2 separate regions of the Bos taurus genome follow, and region 2 is linked to region 1. A link is a contact called in public Hi-C data. All regions are on one chromosome and are shown on one strand. The core of a region is the stretch at or near the end of the contact, and the rest is flanking DNA. Distances in the headings are between cores, read along the strand shown. Region 1 holds the start of CAPZB (capping actin protein of muscle Z-line subunit beta). Region 2 overlaps CAPZB (capping actin protein of muscle Z-line subunit beta).

Region 1 (4,152 bases), core at 688-3,187:
CGGAGGGGGCCCGGCCCATCCCTGCGTGCTGCAGCCCCACCACCCAGCACCAGAATCATAATTCTAAATTAACAATAATTCCTACATTAGAAGTTAGAGCTGGGCAAGGAAAAGTGCTCTGTAACTATAAAGCACTTACAATAGTGAGATTATTACCTGCTAAGAGAATGCAAAGAAATTCTATTTGCCTATGCATTTATAACTGATGCCAACAAAAATCATGGCATTTTCTCCAAAGTCCAAAGTATTTTAGATTCTCAAACTGCTATTTCCTTCTAAGTTAGATAACTGAGAACTAGCTGGTTTCTCTACCATCAAACCTACGAAAATAAAAAACACAATGGTCTTAATTAATTTACCTATTATGCAACCCTACACCACCATTTCTGCCCTATCCCAACTGGTCTATGTTGGTTTATTAGTCAGAATATTCAAGCAAGGAAGAAACTGAACAATAAGCAGTCAGAAATTACTTACAAGCCTAGGGGGATACTAAGAACAAGTTATTAAGACCATGAGAATGAAATCCAAATGGCTAAGTTCAAGACACGCCCCAAAAGGAAACACTCCGAGCTATTTCCTTCAGTGCCAGGTACTGTTCTAGGCCCCAGGGATATAGACAGGCAAAACAAAAAACAAAACTCCCTGCCCTGAGAGAGTTCACGTCAAGTAAGCCTGCATCACATCATCACTGTTTCACTATGAAACGATATCCCTGTGCAAACGACCAGGACCGCGTCAGTAGCCAGTCAGTGCTGCTCCCCCCTCCCCATATCTGAATGACCATCCTCACTGTTTTCTAAACAGTGTCCTTCACATCCTCAACACACAAGCAGCCTGGGACAATGGGAAGGATGCAGTCAGAGCCCTCTGTCAACTAAACAGCATCTTTACTTAAGTTATCCCACTGTCTGAACCCCAGCTTCTTCCCGTGTAAAATGGGGACAGTAACTGCCTCACAAGGCCCTGGGTGGGTTAAGGGCCTGGCACCTAGTAGCCCCACCCACCCTTCCAGAAAAGGCCTTTTCCCGCCACTCCTCCCATGATCCTTTCAGATTATCTAAGTAAGACCCAAATACAGGATGCTCAGGAGCCTCAAGTATCATCCGGTCCCTTCTGGGTCATTACAGGCATCCTTCCATCACCTCTGGGGCTCAGGCCAAGGCAAGATGCTCCCCACTGCACCCGACCCCCAAACAGCCAGAGATGCTGCCGTGAGCAGGTCCACTGGCCACGCCAACCCTCCTCCCCGCCTCTGCCCTAACAGCAAATGTACAAAACCTCCCTCTGAGTCCTCACCCAGAACTGTCCTGGAGAAGTCCTTCCCCACCCAGGCCTGGGGTTGGGCCACCTCCCCTGCAGTCAGTTCTCCACCGATGCTATCAGAGAAGGCCAATCACAAGGACCACGTTTTTCATCATCACCATACAGGAAGGCGTTAAGAAAAAACCGAGCTGCTCTGAATTAGTCACCCTAGTTCAGCAGCAACATCTCTTCCTTAAACAAGGAACCGAGAGCTCAAAACCCTTTGGGGCCCAAAGTCCACATGCAAACATCTGCCTGCCCCCAGCCTGAACGTTCAGTCCACTCGCCCAAGGCTCCTTGGCCACTTGAGGCAGAAGCCCTCTGGCCCTTCCAATCTGGGTGCTGGGCCTGCCCGGCAAGAAGGTTCCAAAAGTGGAGGGCTGGCCGATGGGGGGCCTAGGTGAAACCTCGGCAGCGCCGAGCAGCTGCCTTCATTACCAAAACAAACAGCAGAGAGGAGCCAGCGGCGGCTCACCTGGTCCGAGGCACCTCCATAATCTGCAGTTCCAACCTTCACGAGTTGACAGTTGAGGGGGAAAGGGAGGCTGCGTCTGCAGGGGTGCATCGTGTCCGGGCCGTCTGCTGGCCTCGGAGCCCGGGGGGGCCCCCAAAGGCGGCGGCCTCACAAGAGCGATTGTGCGCTCATCCCCGGCCCCGCGGCTCCCCCGCCCTCACCCCTCGGCTCGCGCGCACACCCCAGGCGCCCTGCGGACCCCGACAGAGCGCTCCGCTAGTCCCGCGCCCCCCGGCGCCCAGGCGGCGGTCGCGGGGGAGGGCCCGCGGGGCGCCGCGCTGCCTTCCGGACACACTGATGCCCGCCCTGCCCTCGCCCGCTCGCTGCCCGGAGCACCGCGCAACCCCGGGATCGCGTCCCCAACAGGGCCGGGGGGCGCCCTTCGTTTCCCACTGGCGGCAAGGAGGGCGCGCCCCGGGAGGACGTGAGAGGACCACCTGGGTCGGGGGCCCCCGGGCGGGGGAGAGGGGCCCAAGCCCAGGACAGAGTGGGGCCGACGCAGGCCGGGCGGTGAGAAGTCCGGGGAAGGGGGACGGCGGGCGCGGAGGGGGTGACGTCCGGGCGAGGGCCCGGAGCGCAGGAGTGCGGTCCAGACTTGAGACCGCGGAGGGAGGAGACGAGCCAGGCTGAGGCCGCGGAACGGAGGGGAGCAAATGTGGGCTAGAGCCATGGAGAAGGGGCGAACGGGGGTCCGGACTGAGGCCATGGAGAAGGGGGAAAGACGGGGACAGAGGCCATGGAAAAGGGGGGACGGGGGACAGAGGCCATTGAGAAGGAGGCAGAGGCCACGGAGAAGGGGAGAATTGGGGGTCCGGACAGTGGCCACGGAGAAGGGAGGACGGAGGACTGAGGCCATGGAGAAGGGGGCACGGGGACAGAGGCCTAGCCTGGGCTGGAAGAGGAAGAAGCGACAGCCCAGCCTGGGCCGGAGGGACAGGGTATGGGGGCCTAGGCCGGGCCGGTCCGGGGGGAAGAGGGACCACGCCTGGGTCTCCGAAGGGGGTGCCCGGCCGGGACCACGGGTCCAGAAGGGTCTGGCACGGGCTACGGGAGAGGGCAGCCTGGACTCGGACGTGGAGTCCAGCTGGAAGCAGCGGCGGGCGCCGGGGTCGCCCCCAGCCGGGCCCCCTCCCGAGAGCCGGAGGGGGTCCCCCCGGGCTCCGGGCGCGCCCCTCCCCCACCCGGGGAGCCCACCCTCAGCGGGCCGGGCCGGGCGGCGGGAGGGGTCCGAGCCCCGGCGGGGCCCCGGGCCGGGGCGGGGGCCATCAGGCCTTTACCATGGCGGCGGCGGCGGCGGCGGCGCTCCCGGTCCCGGCGTCTGTGGCTCTCCCCCCGCAGCAGGGCCCGGCGCTTCCACTTCCCCGGGTGCCCGAGAGTGAACATCCGGGTCAGCGCCCCCTCCCCCCGCGCCGAGCCGCCGCCGCCGCCGCCTTCCTTCCTTCCCCGCCTCTGCCCGGCCTGGGCCCGCCCCCCACGCAGCCGGCTGTCGGCCAATGAGCGCGCAAGGCCTCGGCGATCGCCAAGTATGGAGCGCGGCGAGGGGGGGCGGGGCCCCAAACCCGGAAGCGAGGGGCGGGGCTGCGAGGGGCGGGGTCTGTTGAGGGGCGGGTCCTGCGGGCGGGGATGCGGAAGGCGCTGGGACCCGGAGCGGTCAGCCGCCACCCCCACTCCCCTGCACGCGCTCGCCCCTGCGGCGCGCCGGGAACTGGTGCGGCCCGCCGGGAGACACGGCGGGGCGAGCGATCCCGGAGTGCAACCCCCGCGCTGCCGATTTTTGCTGCTTGTGGGACTTGCAGCCAGTCGCTGCGAAAAATGGGCCTCGGGCCACGTTCCTCTATGAGCAGCCAGCACACACCGAGCGTGGGGTGCGGCCCCGAAGATCGCAGGGATGAAAGGGACATAACGATCTTTCCCCTGCTCCGAGGATGCTGTCAGCACCACCCAGGCAGAAATGAGAAAATCCGGAACGAGAAACGTCACATGTTAAGAGGAGCGCCCGCCCATTTGCCCAGGGGGGCTGCTTCATTCCGCGCAGGGACTCAAATGTTCTTTTCTCTTCGCTCACCAAGTATTTACGCTTGATCTAGAAGTCAGGAGGCCTGGGACGCTAGCCCCGCTAGTAATAACTGTCTTCCCTAGCTTGCCCTCTCTCTCTCTCTTTTGTCAGATGCAAATCAGGCTACTGGTGAGGGATTGTAAACTACAGAACATTGTACAATGACAGGAATGGGCACCACCAGCCAGGCCATGACAGCCCGCCCCGTCCTCAGGTATAGCTCACAGTCAAGTAAAAACCACCACTGGCATTGAAAGTGACCCAGATAAGTCCCCCA
Region 2 (4,152 bases), core at 774-3,273, 41 kb before region 1:
ACCACACTATCTCCGCACCATTCAGGGCCCAGCTGTGAGAGAGAGGTTACCCAGGGCAACTTCTGGAGGCCTTTAAAAACTTCATGAGCCGGAAAATTCAAGTCATCGTTTTCATGTGAATGGGATGCCCCCAGCGCGCCCAGCTCTTCACAAACGCGGACACTGAAGCGCAGCGGGGCCGGGTTACCTGGCGAAGACTACGCCGTGGACACGCGGCGGCTGCGGCGTCAGGGTGCACCAGACCTTCCCTGGGGAGGGAGACCCCAAACCCACAGGGCCGCACGGGCCTTGCCCTCTGTGAGGCCACAGCGAAAGCAGTGACGAGTCAGAGGCCGTCTCCCCAGGAAAGGACGTGCAGACCACAGTGAGTAAGGTACCTGGTGGCTTCACAGATTCCCTCCCAACCCCCGCCCTCCAACATCCCAGGCTTAAACCCTCTGTTCAGACTTTAAAGAACCTCTGCTGAAAGCCAAGGACAAATTTTAAAAGGACTATTTACAGAAAACACAACGTGCCTAAACCTGGTCCAGATGATAACATTTCGTGGACACAGACGATGTCCTGGCTCCTAAGGGCACTGCCAGCCTTTGTGGGTCCTGGCTCGGCTCTTCATTCACTTCCCTGACACTTCCGGCCCTGCGTCACACCCTGTGGTAAAGAGCCACCTCCTGGAAATGCTGGGATCGAAGCCAGTCATTTCAAGGAGCAGGTGAAATTCAGAGAACTCTGGAAAGCAATTTTGCAAGAGCAGTTTCAAAATGGGAGAAAAAGTTTTTGTTTGGGTACAAAACCCTTGCTCCAGAATGTGGCAGAGGTCTTAGACAAAGCTTTTCACAGACATTTGATTTAGCATTATTTATATTAGCAAAAAAGTAAAAAGCACCCTGTGTAAGTAAATTATGGTACAACCATTAAGACTAGAACCACTGAAAATCATTAACAGGAAGTTTTGCAAAGATGTTTTACGTTAAGTGGGGAAAGACTTCTGTGATAAAAGCAGGGCGCAAAGTTTAAAACGTGAAAGCTGTATTTTAAAATGTGCTTAGAGAAAGCTGCAAAACGCAAAGGAGTAAAAGGTGGTTTTCTCCATGAGAGGGGAATTCTGAGTGGCCGTTATTTTTTCATCCTCTTTATGCTTTTTTGGTGTCTGCATTTTCCACACGTGCAGCATGCGCCGTTTTCCCTTTACCTTTTTCTTCTGACTGCAAATATTAATACTGGCTTGCTGTAAAAAGACTCAAGCATTATAGAGAATGAAAACTCCTCCTACAGGGACTGCCCTTGTGGTCCAGTGGTTAAGACTCTGCCTTGCAATAAAGGGATGAGGGTTCGAACCCTGGTGGGGGAACTAAGATCCCACAGGCTCTGGAGCAACTTAAAGCCAATGCTCTGCAGCAACTGAGCCAGCATGCCTCAATTACAGAACACGTGCTCCCAAAGAGAGATCCCCGGGGGCGCAAGGAAGAGCCACGTGCCTCAGCTGAGCCCCAACGCAGCCCAATACTTAAATAAATAAAGGCTAAAAAGAGAAAAGGGCTCCTCCCATAATCCCACCACCCAGAGGCAACTACTCCCCAAAGGTCATTACCAATGATGACTTGGCGTCCCTTCTTCCAGATGTTCCCCAACAGGCATTACCTTCATAATCATATAACTCCTTTTAAAGGAATAATCCGTATGAGGCCACATGTATGAAAGGTCCAGAAAGGTCTGTGGTGGCAGGGGTGGGACACGGGAGCAGCCGCACATGGTACGCAGGAACTTTCTGGGCTGATAGAAACACTGTCCACCCCCTGGACTGCAAGATGGTGCCATGACTCTGTACTAAAAAAATTTGGAAAACTGAATGATTCGCTTAAAACCAGGGCATTTTATGATATGGAAGTCACACCTCTATGAAGCAGCTGGAAAAGAAAACACACACACGCCAGAGCCAGCAGGTCTGCAGGCCCCAGGGCTGCCCCGCCTCCGCCCGGCTCCATGCCCGGCTCCTCTCGGGAGCACATGGCAAGACCATGCAGCAGGAACACAGGAAGCTGGCGGCCTCTCAGGATCACTGGACAAGCAGCCTGCCCGGGGAGGCTGAGCAGGTAACAGGGCGTGCGTGTTGTGTGAGGCCCAGTGTACAAGGAAGCAGGAGAGCACTCTGTGTGTGTGTGTGTGTGTGTGTGCGTGTGTGTGCGGGCGTGTTGTGTGAGGCCCAGTGTACAAGGAAGCAGGAGAGCACTGTGTGTGTGTGTGTGTGTGTGTGTGTGTGTGTGTGTCAGGCCCAGTGTACACCGGATGCAGGAGAACACTGGGGGGGGGGGGTGTGTGTGTGTGTGTGTGCGTGTGTGTGTCAGGCCCAGTACACAGGATGCACGAGAGCACTGGCTGTCTGTGTGTGTATCTCTGTGTGTGTGTATGTGCGTGTGTGTGTGTCTCAGGCCCAGTGTACACAGGATGCAGGAGAGCACTGGCCCCTGAAAGGCGGCTCATGGGGCTCGGGTGGAGCTGCCAGCTGGCCTCAGACAAGCGGCCGAGGAGACAGAGGCCTGGCCCGACCACCCACGTGCCCCACGGGGCTCAGGAGGCTGCAGAGCAGGACAGCTGGGAACACTGCTCTCATTCAGCAGAGGCCACGAGCTGCCCCGACAAGGTGCCACCCCCTGGGCGTCCTTGGAGCTAAGAAGAGACGGGCCAACATTACAAAGAGGAACGTGACAGCAAGCCATCGGAAGAGGGGAGTGGAGACCAGGCGCACGCAAAAGGCACAAGGACCACAGACTGGAGAAGGGCAAGCGGGCTGCCTGAGGGCGCAGGAGAGGCCCTTTCACAGAGACAGCAACTGGCAACTATATATCCAAAGCTTCTGCAGTGCTCCTACCCTTCTAGGATCTAACCTAAGAAATCACTCACATTTATGCACAAATACGCCCACCATTTTGCTGCCAAAAAAGAGAAATAACTTCCCAACAACAGGAAAATGATCAAATAGTATGTATTATTGCCATGTCTGTGAAGAGCATCCTTAAGTGAAAGTGAAAGCTGCTCAGTCACGTCTGACTCTTTGTGACCCCGTGGATTCTACAGTCCATGGAGTTCTCCGGACCAGAATACTGGAGTAGGTAGCCTTTCCCTTCTCCAGAGGATCTTCCCAACCCAGGAACTGTACTGGGGTCTCCTGCATTACAGGCAGAGTCTTTACCAACTATCACGGAAGCCCAGGGCATTCTTAAAAACATGGGGCAATTATCTTATGTTAAATTAGCAAAGTCGGATATAAAAATTTAACCTCAACTAAGAAGTGAGTGAAAGTTGCTCAGTCGTGTCCAACTCTTTGTGACCCCATGGACTATACAGTCCTTTCCCTTCTCCAGGGGATCTTCCCAACCCAGGGATCAAACCCAGATCTCCCGCATTGCAGGCAGATTCTTTACCAGCTGAGCCACAAGGGAAGCTTTTCAACTAAGAAAAAGTTCTTAGTTTCTTTTTCAACTAAGAAAAAGATGTCCAAATCCTGGAGAGAAACAGTAAGTGAAAACGTCAGCAGTGTTTTTCTTTGGGTAGGGAGATTAAGAGATTCTTTTTCTCCTTTTATCTATTTTTCAGAACTTTCCAAATTTTTTATAAAAGTATTTCTCAATCTCTAAAAAGTCTATGATCCACCTGCCAATTGGATTCTGTTAACTTTACCCTCTAGGGTTTGTACTGTGTAGAAATTACGCTTTGTTTTCCAGACATAAAATTCTAATCCTGAATGCGCTCTCTCAAATTACAGCCCCACTGATTGAAAACTGATGGCCACACACACGATGACCGTGAGCCCTCCGAGCAGTGCTACCTGGCCAGCCCACCTCGAATAATCTCTATTAGGAGCATATAAAACTTACAAAATTTCTATCATCCTTTGGGAAACAGGGCTTCCCTGGTGGCTCAGCTGGTAAAGAATTCGCCTGCAATGCGGGAGACCTGGGTTCAATCCCTGGGCTGGGAAGATCCCCTGGAGAAGGGACAGGCTACCCACTCCAGTATCCTGGCCTGGAGAATTCCATGGACTGTACTGTCCACAGGGTCGCAAAAGTCGGACACAACTGAGCAACTTTCACGTCACTTTCTTTTGAAATATGGATTTTGTAGCAGTTGTTGCTTTGTTTTATGCGAGAGAAAAAA

The links. Hi-C and Micro-C count contacts between places; a contact is called where the count stands out from the background.
Region 2: a contact with region 1 is called in a Hi-C map of skeletal muscle, with 2.1 times the contacts expected there. The contact joins the enhancer-like site here to the promoter of CAPZB in region 1. A contact is called at or near these places in 2 of 11 Hi-C or Micro-C datasets (liver and skeletal muscle).

Annotation. Positions count from the first base shown.
Region 1 is chr2:133,200,189-133,204,340 of ARS-UCD2.0, reverse strand. It overlaps CAPZB (capping actin protein of muscle Z-line subunit beta), which reads right to left and starts at 1,937. Exons shown (of 9, transcript NM_176648.4): 1 at 1,781-1,937. The coding sequence starts at 1,870.
Region 2 is chr2:133,240,957-133,245,108 of ARS-UCD2.0, reverse strand. All of the region lies in intron 1 of CAPZB (capping actin protein of muscle Z-line subunit beta), which reads right to left. Among named protein-coding and RNA genes, the nearest start is that of CAPZB, 41 kb to the right of the region's middle. Within about 2 kb of position 2,023, at least 33 of the 102 cell types and tissues checked have an H3K27ac peak or open chromatin away from gene starts, as enhancers often do. A contact at or near this core is called in liver and skeletal muscle, where this site is marked.